2 separate regions of the Mus musculus genome follow, and region 2 is linked to region 1. Evidence: chromatin contacts called from public promoter capture Hi-C data. All regions are on one chromosome and are shown on one strand. The core of a region is the stretch at or near the end of the contact, and the rest is flanking DNA. Distances in the headings are between cores, read along the strand shown. Region 1 holds the start of 4930526H09Rik (RIKEN cDNA 4930526H09 gene). Region 2 holds the start of Gzma (granzyme A).

Region 1 (7,696 bases), core at 1,842-4,341:
TCAAAGGCATTCAGCTCTACCATATAATGGTTTTATGATTTTTCATCTTTACTTTCATTTTGTTTTAAGGCCCAGATACAGATAAAAACAAGACATCATCTTGTGTGTATACTACAGGAACTATAACTGCATGCCAGATCTCAGCATCCGTACCATAGGAAGGAATATGCTTCACTGGAGTATGAGGCATGCATGGCCCTTGAAAACCCATGCTTTGACTTCTTGAGTCGGAGACAGATACAGAGTATATGTAGGCAAGATGCGCAGTGCTGGATAACTTACTGTTTTTATTCAAGTCTAGCTTTCATCATGAGCCAGGCAGTTTATGCTTTTGCCATTTGTCTGCATAATAACTATGTATTTTATAATTATATGAATAATTGTTTACATGATTATCTTGAGTATACATTCAGTACATGTATTATTATATATACTGAGGTTTATAATAAATACACTTGAGGCAATGCTTCGGTTCACCACCCACATCCCCACAAAGGTAAGAATGAAGGGTTTGTTCTCCCAGCTTTGATAGGACTGTGGGAAATGGACCTCACTGCCATTCCTGTTTGGGATTCTTTTATCTGAATAAAGATGGCTCACCTTAAATGGCCCTGCTGATTACTGATTTGCTACATCAACATGCCTTTTCCCTGAATCAGCACAAATCAGAAAGGCCATCACACCTGGCTGTTACAGTGGCTACTGTGGCCAATCTCTTGTTGCGACAGCCTATCTCAACATTTTCTCTTCCAAGCTATAGTCAACTCTTTTATGTGGATTATTCTTAAGACATTCTCTAACAAATATGTGCTACTCTATTTCCTTTTCAGAATCTACTTTCTGTGGACATCTCCTACTATATAACCTCCATATTAGCTAATGTCTCCTGAGGAAGATTAAAAAAAAAGATTAAAAAAATTATATTAGCCCAAATTATGGATGGATTACGGATGACTTAGCTACATTTGGAGTTTGAAAAACATACAGTAAATGATATTTATAATTCAAAAGGAAATAAGCTTTTGAAGTGAACTCTGTTTTCAAAAAACCTAAATATTAGGAAACTGAGATGACCTGATTTAGAAATATATCAACTCTTGTCAAGTATTTTGTGTATGTGTATTTATGTATGCATATGTGTATATAGGTGTGTGTATGTATATATGTATGGGTATATATTTGTGTATGTGTATATTTATGTGTTGTGTATCTATATGTATGTGCATGTATGTGTGTATATGTACGTAAATGTATGTGTATATTGTTCTATGTGTAGGTGTGTTTATGTATATGTGTGTATGTATGTGTATGTGCATGGATGTATATGCATGTTTATATATGGGTGTGTTTGTTTATGTGATGAAGACAGTACACCCCTCAGCTACAGACTAATACTGGCTGTGGTCTGCTGGGGTTGGGGAAATCACTGTCTTCACTAAAGTGTCCACTAGTAAGTTATTTGTGTTCCAGTGCTCACTGGTTAAATGCAGACAGCCATGAACCAAAGCCAATCATTACCAAAGCCTTAAGTCACACAAGCAGAATGGGGACTAGGAGTTTAGGAGGAGTGCCTGTGGGGGTGGAGAGAAGGTAGGAGCTGTAGATGACAGTTAGCATCTGTTCCTATTAAGAGTGAACCTTCCACAGTCCTTTATTCCACCAGAGGTCTGTTAGCAGTAAGTTAATTTTAGGAATAGTAGTGAGAACCACTTCTTTAGACACGAAGTTCTATTCTCAATCAAATTTCATACCACATAGCCAGACTTATCAAACGTGATGGGTTTTACTAAGAATGTCACAAATCGCACAGACTTGTTCTCTGATCCGTTGGCATCATTCCATAGCCCATGCATCTCTCTGCCCCTTTATTTCCCTGGAGTAGGTGAAATCTTCCCATCTCATGTTCTTCCAGGGTTCTAGAAGCTATTTGAGGATGGAGAGTTAACAGCTGACGCTCTGACACCTTGGCCATAGCTGTCTATGATGACTCTGTGTCTTACATAGTCTTCATTGCATTCAAGACGAGCCATGCAACAGTTGTAGGAAACAAACCATCATTTTCATATTTTTGCATTCCTGAGGATTAAGTGTAAGACATTGCACATTCTAAGCAAGCAAGCACTTTGCCCACAGAACTTCACCTTTAGCCCTGAATTGCGGGAGAAAAAGGCTAAAGAGGAAGATAAGAGCCAGACAAAAAAACTTGACTTCCGTGATAAAATTCTTGGGCTTGATACACAGTGACAAGGAATTATTTTTTGGCTTAAACAGGAGCCAAATCTGTTTGTTTTAGACCATCATTCTGTCTAAAGTATGAAAGAAGAAACGGAAGGAGACTATCACTGTTGTGTCAGGAACGTCTGTGAGGACATGTGTACATGTATGTCTGTACCATAAGTAACAGTACAAGAAGGAGAAGGAGAAGGTAGAGGCTCAGCTGGAGCAGCGGTCCTTTGTATCTGAAAAGAGAACTCGCTTCTCTGCTCTGTGCTGAAAAGAGCCTCTGGGTTAGCAGGTTTCTGGTTAGCTTTGCCCAGAAATATTTACTGTCAGCAGCCTGAAAAACAGAAAACTTCAGGATGTTTCTCTCTCTAAGGCCTCAGATGACACTTACAGCAGCAGTTGTATTTCCTCTTTGGCTTCAGCTGCCTCTGTGCACGCATGCTCCAGTCCTGGCTGCAGTCCAGGGATCCCACCCTTGGCTGTGGAAACACTACTTCCTCTCTTTGTCCACACAGCCCAGCGCTGATTATAGCTTCCTGCTACAGCTAACGTGAGTGGCCTTGTCTTCTGTTTGGCATCTCACCTTTTCCATCATCCAAACCAGCAATGCTCTGAGGACCAATCTTTCTCTCACCCAAGATAGATTTCAAAGGTGTTCTTTATCAGATGGACCCCAACTGATACAAGAAGGGGCACATTTCAGAAACACGTAGGAATCAGAACTTTGGGAACTTTTTGAATATATCCTTTCTGACCTAACTTCAAGTTGGCCTCCTGTGTTGCTAACAGATGTATGCTGTATTGATTCCTCAGTCTTGTGGCTATACCTTCACTACAGCCATCCATGGTAAGCTAGTAACCTTAGAAATAAGAGATCAAAAGCAACAGGATGCTTGTATAAGAGGCAGACGAGGCTCTGCAGGGCTGACATGCCATAGAAGCCAATCATGTTCTGGATCTCCCAGGACTCAGACTTCCAGAACAAGAAACCTGTCACAAAGGCCAGATCCAAATGGCTCAGCTATCAGGACTTGACTAGGATCATCATGCGTGGTAACCTAACAGAAGGACGTTTTAAAACACTTCCTTTGGTCTTGCAGAATCCCGACAAAGGAAGGCCAGTTTTGAGTGTCAGTAAGAAGATAAATGTGAAGCGCATAGCTGCCTGCGCCACAGAAACCAGCACAGCGCGAGGACAGAATGGAGCATACGCAGTGAGCCTCACCACTTCAGAGACTTAAACAAACTGGAGGCATGCTCTGTAAGGTGATGGAGGTGTGGTGATGTGGCTGGAGCTCCAAAGCAGAGAGCTTACAGGAGAGCGGTCACCTCTCTCTGGAGAGCAGAAGCATTGTGGCCTTTGAGCTACTCGTGGGTGTTATCATGAGCTTCCTCTATCACTGTATCATTCATAAGCTTGCTTTCCAAATTGTTTCAGATTTACAAAAATGCCGCCAAGGTGGTATAGACTCCAGTGATTCTCAACTTGTGGATAGCAACCTCTTTGGAGGGTCATATGTCAGATATCCAGATAGATACTTACATCGTGATTCAAAACAGTAGCAAAATTAGTTATGGAGTAGCAATGAACTAATTTTGTCATGGGATTCACCACAGGGGGAGTTGAATTAAAGGGTCTGCAGCTTTAAGAAGGTTAGGAATCACTGGTATAGAGGATGTCTTTATTTCCCTCTATTCTGTCTGTGGTTAATATTTTACTGTCATATATTCGTCACAGTTTTTTTAAGTCAGTACATTACTGTTAAATAAACTCTTCACTTAATGTGAAAGTCACTAGTACCACCCCTCCCTTCCCCAGGATACCACTGAAGGGTTAAAAGTCTCAGGTAGACTGAGAAAATCCAGACTGGAAACTTGACTGGTAATAACACCTGGCTTCTATTAAGATAGATAACACACTAACCTCCTTTGGTGTTTTCCGCTGGGACCCTGCAGGGGAACTGACCTCAGATAGAAGCTTCTATCCCCAAAGTCATTCCTCTTTCCTATAAAATCCCCTAGCCCACTGTGCTAATGTAAGTAGCTTCCATTCACTCAGAGAGACCTCTCCCCTTCAGCTGTTCAGATTAAAGGGCAATTCTGCTTCTATATACAGAATATATATTTATATATGGTCTGTCTCCTCTTTCTTTTAACTCTGTGCTGCCTCTATCAATCTGGATCTAACTACCATCACCTTAACAGTTAGAAACATTTTAACTTTATTTTCAATCTATACTAATTGTTAAGGAGAAAAGGAACACCCTGAGAACTTTCCACAATCATGACTATTGTTCCAAACTCTAGGGATCTTCCTACAGAAAGGACATGCTGAGCTCGTTCAGTTGTGACAGTGTCTAAGGGTACAACAAAGAAACTGAGACTGACAGTCACAGGACGGAAATCAAACCCTGTGGTTTTTATCTATGCATCTTGGGAAAAATATATAATGTCTAATTCCTCTTAGGCTTCAGCTCTCTCATCTCTAAAATGAAAGGTGATAAATTACAAATAAGTCTCAGAGTTGTTTTTGCTTTGCATTTTCTAGTTGCTAAAGATGCCAAATACTTTTAAAAGTGTTTATTGCTCACTTGTGCGGATGTGAGGAAAGAGGAACCTTTATTCACTGCTGGTAGGCGTATAAATGAGTGCAGCCTCCATGCAAATCAGTGTGGTGATTAAACATGAAAATAAACAAACTCAATCTACAACAAGGAGCACCATCACACCCAGCTAGGCTACTCCTGAGCACTTCCCCAGAGGACTGTAAGTCGCCTATTACTGTTCCACTATTCACAATAGCTAAGAGAATGGACCAATTCAGATGTCCATCTATAGATGAATGGAGTCAAATTTGAAAAAGAGCGAGGAGGGATACCAGGGAGACCTTGAGGGGAGGAAATGGCTGAGGGAAATGATGTAACTATCATGTCAAAATAAAAGATGATTTTATAAAAGAAAAAGAAAACAAATTTTAAAATGTGGTTAATACAGCAAAATAGACTTTCTCTTACCCATAAGAAGACTAAGACAGTGATACTTGCAGGAAGATGGATGGTACTGGAAATTATTATGTTAAGTGAAGCATCTCAGAGTCAGAAAGACAACCACATGTACTAATCTCATTAGTAGATTCTTGATTTTAATTTTTTGTCTCTCTCTTTTTTTTTTTGTATGGGAATACAGATTGGAAAACTAAAAGAAGGATAATGGGGAAGTAAGTCCTGAAGTGGGAGTAGAGAGGAAGACAGGGATGGAAGACATCCAACAGAAAGGGCAACTACTGGCATGGGAAGGACCATCAGAATGGGACCAAAACCAAGAGGATAATGGGAGATGGGGATCAAGAAGAGTGTGCATGGAAACACCACAATGAAGCCTATAACTTCTTACACTCTTTATAAGAACAATTGTAAAACAATGTAACTCACTTAGAACTATGCCTGTGTATGTAGGAAGCATGGAGTTCATCTCAGTTGACATCACCATTGCTGTCTGGTTCTAGGCTATGCTATGGTTTCTTCTCTTGGACATAGATTCTATTGTATGTTCCATTTCTATCTTTACTTCCAGACTGCAGTCTTGATGAATTCAAGGATACTCCTATCTAATTCATAGTAGTTCCTCAGGAAATAATACCTTAGTTGTTTTACATGCTGAACACAAAGCCTTTAAAACGTGTGTGTGTGCGTGTGTGTGTATGTGTGTGTGTGCACAGACACACACACACACACACACACACACACACACACAGTTTAAAATATTGAAGGAAGAGAAAGTAAATGAGATCCAGATAAAACAGTAGATGGAATGAAAAATTTAGAGAAAAGGGGGTGGATTTAAAACTCAAACAGAAACAAAATACTTTAGTCCAAGTATTGGACAATTTAAAAATCATACATACTTGTGTATACAAAGCATAATAGTTTGAAATGTGCAATGACTGAGCTCATTAACATGTATGCTACCTTCCCTTTTTTAGCTCTCAGAGGTAAGGACATATAAAATCTACTTTCTTAGCAACATTCAAAACTGCAATTCATTGTCACTAACTACTGTCACTATATCGTGTGACAGAGACCTTAAATGCATTCCACTTTGTTTACTTTGTTTCCCAGCCCTTACTCTGTGACCCTTCATCCCTGCTCAAGATTACACTGGATTTCTTACTGAGTGTGGTGGTCTACACCTCTAATCCCAGTTGGGAGGCTAAGGCAGGAAGATCACAAGTTTGAAGCCAGCCTGGGCTAAATAGTAAGACAATGCTTTAAAAAAAGCATGTAAATAAGCAAATTCAATTCCTGCTCATGTGTTATATCATACTAAAGAAGAATGTATTTTTTTAAAGTTACTAACCAACAAAATTTTAGTAAGAAGACACTGCCCTTTCAAGCTCTGGTAGGAAACAACTACAGAGGGGATTCTATATACAGTTCCCAAGTACACCTTTCTCGTAAACTGGCATTAACGATGCACATGACATAGGCAAATATTATATTCAAATGGCACTGGTGTTCAGTTTCTTGCCAAATGCCCTGAGAGTCTGAGTGTGCTCTTTGTATAAATGTTCTCTCATGGGCTCAGTGAATTCTAGGCACAGATGTCTGTAAAGCCACCTATATTTCTGCCATAAAAGCAACTTTAAAAAATGTGCTCCACTCGTTTCCAGTCCTCCAGTTAAGGAAGTTGTTAAACACACTTTTTTTCTCCTTTCCTGTAAGCTGCCTTAGCCTTTGAAATATTGCGCAGCAGTTGTCCCCACTGGGTGGAGGTGGAGCCAGCAGCTGCAGGCCTGGCTGGGCAGTCAGCCCTTTGGTATGTTGCTTCCGTTCACTCTGCTGGGGAAGAGCCTACCCATCCTTCACATTCCTCCTGAGCAAGTTGTGTCAAAGAAGGGCAAGAGAGGAAGCAAGGCCCATCCTCCAGGGTATAATCAGAAAAGACGGTTCTAATTAGCTTCTCAGGATGTTCTTGGTGTCTGCACAGAGCGGCCCTTCCCTCCTGTGGCATTAGAGTACACCTTGCATTCTTTAGGAAGCGCAGTTTTGCTCTGTTTGGCACCAACATTCCTCCATGTATTCACACATAAACAGAGCCACAGCACCTTTCTCTTTCTACTTCTTTCCACAGCTGCAACTATGTACCGACTTGTATAACTATGACTGATGGCTGTCTGTATGACGAGGATTCTAAGTAGGCAGTGATACGTCTTTTTTTTTTTCTCTATTGTATCAAAAGCACCAAGCAATGTGGTTGACACATGCTACATCTTTACTAAATGGGTGCAAAATAAAATAATGAATACATGTTGAAATTTTTCTTCTATGGCAAAGCTTAAAGACAAGAAAGATAGAATCTGAAGTGTATACTGCGTTTGTGTGCGACTTCTAGAAGGGAGACTGGTAGAGTGTATTTTCTTTGAACCAGATGCTATTCTAATAGCTACAACATATGCTGTAGCTATTAACTAAAG
Region 2 (7,696 bases), core at 2,817-5,316, 2.2 Mb after region 1:
TGACATTTGAGCCATCACACCTGACTCATCTCCAACAGCTTATTCATGAGAAGAAAACGGAGGTCTTAATTTTAAAAACAGCAAATGAGAGAGGTTCATTTCCAAGGTGCAGACCTTGGATTTGTTTGCATCTTTCCCCTCTGTGATTAGCCATGGTAGAGAGTTAGGATGCAAACCCTGCGAAGGGAAGCTCTCAGGAGGAGATCCATGGGTAAGAACAAGAGGCAGCTGGGAGTGGTAAAGCAGTTCCTGGCAGAGCTCTATGTAAGACAACAAACCCCAATGGGAAAACTTCCAGAAACCGCTTAGCACAGGACCCTGTGTGCATGCTGTGCAGGGTGAGAGTATTTCCTGATGTGTTTATGCTAATGACTCTTGTCATTCACAACCTGTTACACACCAAACCATGCGATGTTCACATCCCCTTTTCTCCAGTATTCCAGCTGAGACTGGTCTCAAGACATCATAAATGTACTCTCCAGAGCATGATTTGATAACAATGTTTTATAAATTGCATGGCCCAATACCCATGAGCCATATCTGGCTATGAAAGACTTGGGTGAAGAAGTCAAAGAAGTGAATTTGTAATTGTAGTTGGCTTCAATTAGTTACAATTTTTGCTGCCTTTGTAGTGTTGTGGCAAGAGTAGAGGCACTGGGGACAGTGTCACCAAGACAACAGCCGAGAGAAGCAACTTGGCAGAGAAGGACCAGGAACCCTTCTCTACAGGGGATTTACACAGCAAATGGAACATGCTCAAGAGAAGTGGGAGAGGTGGAAGCTATGTAATGATGCATGGAGTGTCTGGGGTATAGCAGCTGCTGGCATTTTAGCCTTACCTCAGCTCACTAGCTCATTAGTGCTTGGGAGTGATTCCCCCCCCTCCATAACCAGACTGATTTTATTTCCACTTAATAAATCCATTTATTATCTTTTTTAAAATCTTAGATATGATGTCTCCTGGTCATATTCACTCCTGTTCTATCCCATTTCTTTCGAGTTTTACTCTACTACCTCCCTATACCAGCAAGCCTGTTTCTCTCTCTCTCTCTCTCGTGTGTGTGTGTGTGTGTGTGTGTGTGTGTGTGTGTGTGTGTGTCTTCCCCCCCATGGATAGACCTTATGGACATTATATCCTCATTGACTTGACTCCTTGTGACAAATCTGGGCTTAACTACATTTCAGATCAAGGCAGGTTGTCAAAGACTTCCCTTATATATGAAAAAATATGTAGTTTTTCCATGTGTTAGCGAGATATAGTCTTATTATCACTATCTCTTTTCAATAGACTATATATCCAAAATCATTTTAATCTCAAGAACTTACACGTTACAGTGGGCAGCAGTCAACACCCAGTTCTTTTCAATCAAAGCGCCAGCACAGATGGTATTTGAACTAAGTTTAAGTAGAGCCATATACGGTCTTGAGTGAGGAACAACCGTGTCTCCTCCAATGATTCTTTCACAGCCTCCTGTTCAACAGAAGAAGGCCAGCCTGGTCAGTGCCCATTGCTAATAGTCCCTCAAGAAAGCCACATTTCTGGAACAAGGCATGCTTTTTGAATTTGGAGAGAATTCGATATCACCTTATATTTATACCCAATGTAGTCCTGAAGTCTCACCCTAAGTCTTGACCCTTTTGGGCTCCTGCTCTCACATCCACAGGAGCCTGCCACTGGTGGCCTGGGAACCTTTCAGCTGGAGATCTGTCATAACTGTAGTCTCAGAGCTCAGGGTTTGCTAAGGGCAGAGAGCTGTGCGGTGGTCAGCACCAGCAGTGGTTGCTATAGAGGAGCTGCTGGTGATTATGCAAGCCCTGGTGTCCCTACTCCCCTCTGGATGAGTGTGAATTGAAGCAGGGCAAGGAGTGGGTTTTTAGAAGCCTGCTGCTTTCCCACTTTCACTCAGAGGCCGTTCAAAATCACAGTATACAAGTTGATGTTTGCACCTTTTACCTGTGACCCTTCAGGAAGACTGTGGTCACTGTGAGATTTCAGGTATCAAGAGCAGCACTCTCATCCACAAGTCAGGAGAATAACACAGGTTGCACCTCAGGTTCTCATTCAATCCCCAGACCTAACATGGTTTAGTTAAAACCCTTTCCAAATGAACTATAAGGAGCAGAGGAACTATGAGTAGATAATCAGCCTTAGCAGAACTTGCATGAAATGGGCCAGGCTAATAGATCTACTGTGAGAGAATGGGGAGACAGAGAGGCACAACGCAGGCATGGTTGATGGGAAATGACCTTGTGTCCTGTGACAGAGCTTCTGGATTTCAACTTCTATGCAAAATATTCCTGGATTCTCCTGAAACCCTTCTGCCCGTTTTGGCTGAGTGTTATGTTTGCTTGAGTAGAGATCAACACTTCTTATTCCATAACGAAGTCCAACTACTGGCCCAAAGTGTCAGTTGTAGACCTGGAACTTCTCATCAGGTTGAGGAGAGTGAGAGGCAGGAAGAGAGAAGGCAGGGTTCACTTTCCATAAGGGAATTGGGACGAAGGCAGAATTTTAGGCTTCAGAAATAGAATGGAACAGAATCAAAGGGAATTTATCCACATCCCTAGTTTTCCTGGGGTGACTCTCACAAAGCTGGACTGCAAAGGACTATCTGTGGACATCATGATGAATTCAAGGAGATTCTCTTCTGTAGGGCTCTGGCTCTGAGCACACATGCTGGCCTGAGCAGTAGGGCCAGGTTGCCACCAGCCAGTCTTAAAAAGGTCGTCATAAGGATTAGAGCAGGTGGAAAGCTTTAAAGACCAGCAATGCTCACCCCATTCAGAGTCATATTAGTAGAATTTGTGAGGCAGGAGCTGGGGTGTTCAGACATTGTTTCAAAAGCCTGCCAGACTGCTCTGACTAGTCCAGCATATGACGTACTGCGTTCTTGCTCCCTCCCTTCTGGGTCCACACAGCTGCTCTGAACACGGAAAACAAAGTGTAAAAGGAAAAGTTGTCCTTACTGTTTACTTTGAAGAAAATAAATAATTGGATTAAAAAAAAAACCTCAGAAAACCAAAATTCAATTATAAAGGAATAAAGAGGAAAGAAAATCTGCTCTAATCTCATAGCACTGCCATGCTGGTCATGTGTCCACTTTTGGTCTCAAACATCTTTCAACCTTGTTTTAAAATTCCCTTTCATTGTTAGTCACACGCTAAATCCTAGGACTTCTTTTAGATTCCTCTCTGCATCTCCTACTTCTAAAAGCTTATTTGTCCTGGGGTAAATCCTGGCGGTTTCCATATTTGCCTGCCATTTTTACCCCCCGCCAATCTTCCTACCAGGTTCTTCAAGGGACATGGAGAACCTCACAGAAGCTGTTGTTCTTCCCGGGTCAGGGCAAGAACAATGATGGCATTCCCACCAGTGCATGGTCCTTTCCCTCAGACAGGAATATTGGTTCCTATTCACTACATAGCAGGAACAGCTGAAGAGAAAATACTACAGCTCTCCCAAGCAGTCCGTGTGAGAGATCTTCCCCAGAGTCAGGAAGACTTGCCAGGAAAACACTAACCAAGAGAAATAGTGAGAAACTCCCCACAGTCCTCATTAGCTTCTGCTGTCCAGCTTGGTTAGGTGTGACCCTCTCCAAAGCTGTCTGCACAGTAGTCAAAGAAAGAAAGGCTGAGATGCCTCATTTACCACTATTACCTCTCTTGGAAGACAGGTTGATCTCCCAACTCAAGAGTATTTCATTCATTTCTTTGCTCATCTCAAGTTCCCTTTTAAGGCAATATTCAAGCTATAAATCGGCAGCAATCTCCATTGGTGGTTCTGCTAATTTTTGGAAAGAAACTATGAATACATATTTTTTCCTCTAAAACTACTGAAATTCAAAAATGAATGCTAAGTGTTCCCAGGCTTTGAGTATTCTCAGTTATACTTAAGACATCATGGTGAAAGCACCCCACAAATCTATTCTATGATGGTTTTGATGAAAATTACATGAGTCTGTCTTACCTTCAGGAATAAGCAGAAGAAAAAGGAGAGTAGCAAGAGATGGCCCCCGGGGACCAGAGGCGTTCCTCATCGTGGCTCTCCCACCCCAATCAGCAGGGATCTCTGTGTTTGTTTCTTTCTACTTATATATGAGAGTGCAAAGGATGTGGTTTTGTTCTTCTCTTTCAAATGTCCAGGTGTAGAGCTGGAAAATGAAACTAAAATAGGGAGAGTAGGCGTTGTCCCTCCTCACCTGCAGTAGTGCTGTTGTAGTTTGTGCTGCCCGGTGGAGATGGAGGTTTGTAGCCTCCTAGGGAAAGCTGAGAGGGAAGAGAATCGTGTTGCCATTAGAATGTAGTTCATAAGCAGGGACTAGAAATGACTCAGTTGGGGTGTTTTTATCAATGGCCATATTTTCTTCAGGGTCCCTTAGTAGGAGCTCTTTGAAAAGCCAGAAATCAGAGTTTTAGATGCTAAGGAGGTAGATCATCTGTTCAAGTACTTGCCACACAAACACAAGGACCTGAGTTCAAATCCCCAGAACCCACAAAACAATCTGGGTGCAATAGCGTGTGGCTGTGATCCCAGAACTGCAGAGATAGGAAGATCTAACTGCACTGGCAACCTCCAGGTTTAGTGAGAGACCCTGTCTCAAAAGATAGTGGGAACTGCTTGAGGAAGATGCCAGGGTCAATCTCTGGTCTCTTCGTGCATATGCATACACATGTATACACACACACACTCTCTCTCTCTCTCTCTCTCTCTCTCACACACACACACTTGGAATTAAAAAAAAAAGTCCTAAAATTGGTCCCAAAGCACATTTCTTTTTACCTATTTTCTTGGGTTATAAGAATAGATAAGACGAATACAAGCAGAGGTCTAGAGGGACATTTATGGACAGTAGTTCGTGCCGTAATAATAAAGTACGTGTAATCAAGGATAGGTTAATTTGTCCCAGCATTAGGGACAGTTGCTTTCTTGAAACAGACATCCTCCATGGTCCGTCTCTGGAGGACAGTGCTGACTTGGTTTCTAGTAGAAAGTCTTGAGCTTTCTATCTGAGTAGAGGAAGTGGTCTCTGTCGTGAGGCACAGGGCCGGCTCTATGTTTGTCCCACGAGGATGTCTGGTTAAGCCCCTCGTCCCCACCGTTAACACCTTGTGGCTTCAGGCCAACTGAGTACTTCTTCAGAAACCACGTGACCTTAGAAGGGCCCCCTGCTGAGACACCTGTGGTTCTTGGTCCCACGTTATCATTTGGTCATTATCATTTCATCATTGTCGGGAACATCAGTGAGATAGCAGGAGATCGTGAGATAGCATGCTTCAGGTTTTCATGAGTAATTTTCTTGTCAGTTTTTTTTTTTCCTTTTACAAATTCACACTTGCACCGAATGAAAAGGGGGGAAGATTGTCAGTTTTGTTTATATATAACTGTGGTCATGTTTTCTCCATTTATTCTGACTTTTAAAAATTATTATTATGTTATATTTTATATATATATATACATTTAAATTTAATTTTATTTGTAACTCATTTTTTACACTCCATATTCCATTCCCTGCCACACCCCATCCACCATCTGGCTGCTCCACATCCCACAGCTCCTCCCAACCCCACCCCATCTCCATGTGGATGCCTCCACCCCCACCCCACCTGACCTGTAACTCCCTGGGGCCTCCTGTCTCTTGAGGGTTAGGTGCATCATCTTTGAATGAACACAGACCTGGAGGTATGTGTGTTGGGGGCCTCATATCAGCTGGTGTGTGCTGCCTGATTGATGGTTCTGTGTTCGAGAGATCTCAGGGGTCCAGATCAATTGAGACTGCTGGTCCTCCTACAGGATCGCCCTCTTCCTCGGCTTCTTTCAGCTTTCCCTAACTCAACAACAGGAGTCAGCAGGCTCTGTCCATTGGTTGGGTGCAAATACCTGCATCTGACTCTTTCAGCTGCTTGTTGGGTCTTTCAGGGGGCAGTCATGATAGATCCCTTTTTGTGAGCATTACATAGCCTCAGTAGTAGTGTCCGACCCTGGGACCTCCCCTTGAGCTGGATCCCACTTTGGGCCTGCCGCTGGACCTTCTTTTCCTCAGACTCCTCTCCATTTCCATCCCTGTAATTCTTTCAGACTGAAACAATTATGGGTCAGAGGTGTGACTGTGGGGTTGGAAACCCCATCCCTCACTTGATGTCTTGTCTTCCTGCTGGAAGTGTGGTGTGCTCTATAAGTTCCCTCTCCCTACTGGCATTTCATCAAAGGTCCTTCCCTATGAGTCATGGGAGTCTCTCACCTTCCAGGTCTCTGGTGAATTCTGGTGGGGATAGGGGCTGGGGGCAACCTCCTATTTCCTGAGGTTGCCTGTTTACATTCTTTCTGCTGGCCCTCAGGGCTTCAGTTCTTTTCCCTCACCCAATACCAGATCAGGTTCCCCTCTACCCCCACCCCCATACTTTCCCTCCCAAGTCCCTCCCTCCCTCCCTCCCTCCCTCCCTCCCTCCCTCCCTCCCTCCCTCCCTCCCACCCTCCCCACTTGTGATTGCTTTCTTCTCTCTCCCAAGTGGGACTGAGGTATCCTCACTTGGGCACTTCAGCTTGTTGAGCCTTTTGAATTCTGTGGACTGTATCTTGTGTATTCTGTATGTTTTTTGTCTTTTCTTTTCTTTTTGGCTAATAGCCACTTATTAGTGAGTACATACCATGCATGTTCTTTTGGGTCTGAGTTACCTCACTCAGGATGATATTTTCTAGTTCCATCCATCTGCCTGCAAAAGTCAGGATGTCCTTGTTCTTAACAGCTGAGTAGTATTCCATTGTGTAAATGAACCACATTTTCAGTATCCATTCTTCTGTCGTAGCTTCTGGCTATCACAAATACGGCTGCTATGAACATAGTGGAACTCGTGCCCCTTTGGCATGGTGGGGCATCGTTTGGGTATATTTCTAAGAGTGGTATAGCTGTGTCTTCAGGTAGATCTATTCCAATTTTCTGAGGAACATCCAGATTGATTTCCAGAGTGATTGTATCAGTTTGCAATCCCATCAGCAATGGAGGAGTGTTCCTTTTTCTCCACATCCTCTCCAACATGTATTGTTACCTGAGGTTTTGATCTTAGCCATTCTGATTGGTGTAAGGTGGAATCTCAGGGTTGTTTTGATTTGCATTTCTCTGATGTCTAAGGACTTTGAACATTTCTTTAGGTGCTTCTCAGCCATTTGAGATTCCTCAGTTGTGAATTCTCGGTTTAGTTCTATACCCCATTTTTTGATTGGGTTGCTTGGTTTTTTGGTGATTAAATTCTTGAGTTCTTTATATATTTTGGATAGTAGCCCTCTATAGGATGTGGGGTTAGTGAAGATTTTTTTCCCAATCAGTAGGTTGCTGATTTGTCTTATCGACTATGTTATTCTGACTTTTAACTGTTTGGTAAAGTGTAATTCATGCACTATAACGCATTATTTAAGGCATACTTATTTAAGGCATACTTCCAGAGTTGTATAGTCACCACTATAATCTAACTGTAGGACATTTGATTTTTCCCCAAGAACTTTTTATCAATTAGCTGTTGATTAGGGCCCCTCTAATCTACTTTATGTCTTTACAGATTTGCCTAACCTGGGCATTTTAGATTAGTGAAATCATATACAAATACAATCACTTGGTACAATTCTTTTGAGAGTTTATATTGTCATGGCTGTTAATATTTTATTTCTTTTTGTTGCCAATAATATTTCACTATGTAGTTAAAG

What was found. Promoter capture Hi-C pulls out the DNA fragments that hold promoters and counts their contacts.
Region 2: a contact with region 1 is called in a promoter capture Hi-C map of pre-B cells, with 2.4 times the contacts expected there. The contact joins the promoter of Gzma here to the promoter of 4930526H09Rik in region 1. A contact is called at or near these places in 3 of 39 promoter capture datasets (liver and pre-B cells).

Annotation. Positions count from the first base shown.
Region 1 is chr13:110,900,755-110,908,450 of GRCm38.p6, forward strand. It overlaps 4930526H09Rik (RIKEN cDNA 4930526H09 gene), which reads right to left and starts at 3,092. Exons shown (of 3, transcript NR_131194.1): 1 at 2,615-3,092. It overlaps Gm38397 (predicted gene, 38397), which reads left to right and starts at 2,745. Exons shown (of 5, transcript NR_131193.1): 1 at 2,745-2,773; 2 at 3,013-3,070; 3 at 3,324-3,489; 4 at 5,410-5,876; 5 at 5,964-7,526.
Region 2 is chr13:113,096,915-113,104,610 of GRCm38.p6, forward strand. It overlaps Gzma (granzyme A), which reads right to left and starts at 4,067. Exons shown (of 5, transcript NM_010370.3): 1 at 3,968-4,067; 2 at 1,327-1,471. The coding sequence starts at 4,037. It also overlaps a transcript of Cdc20b not described here.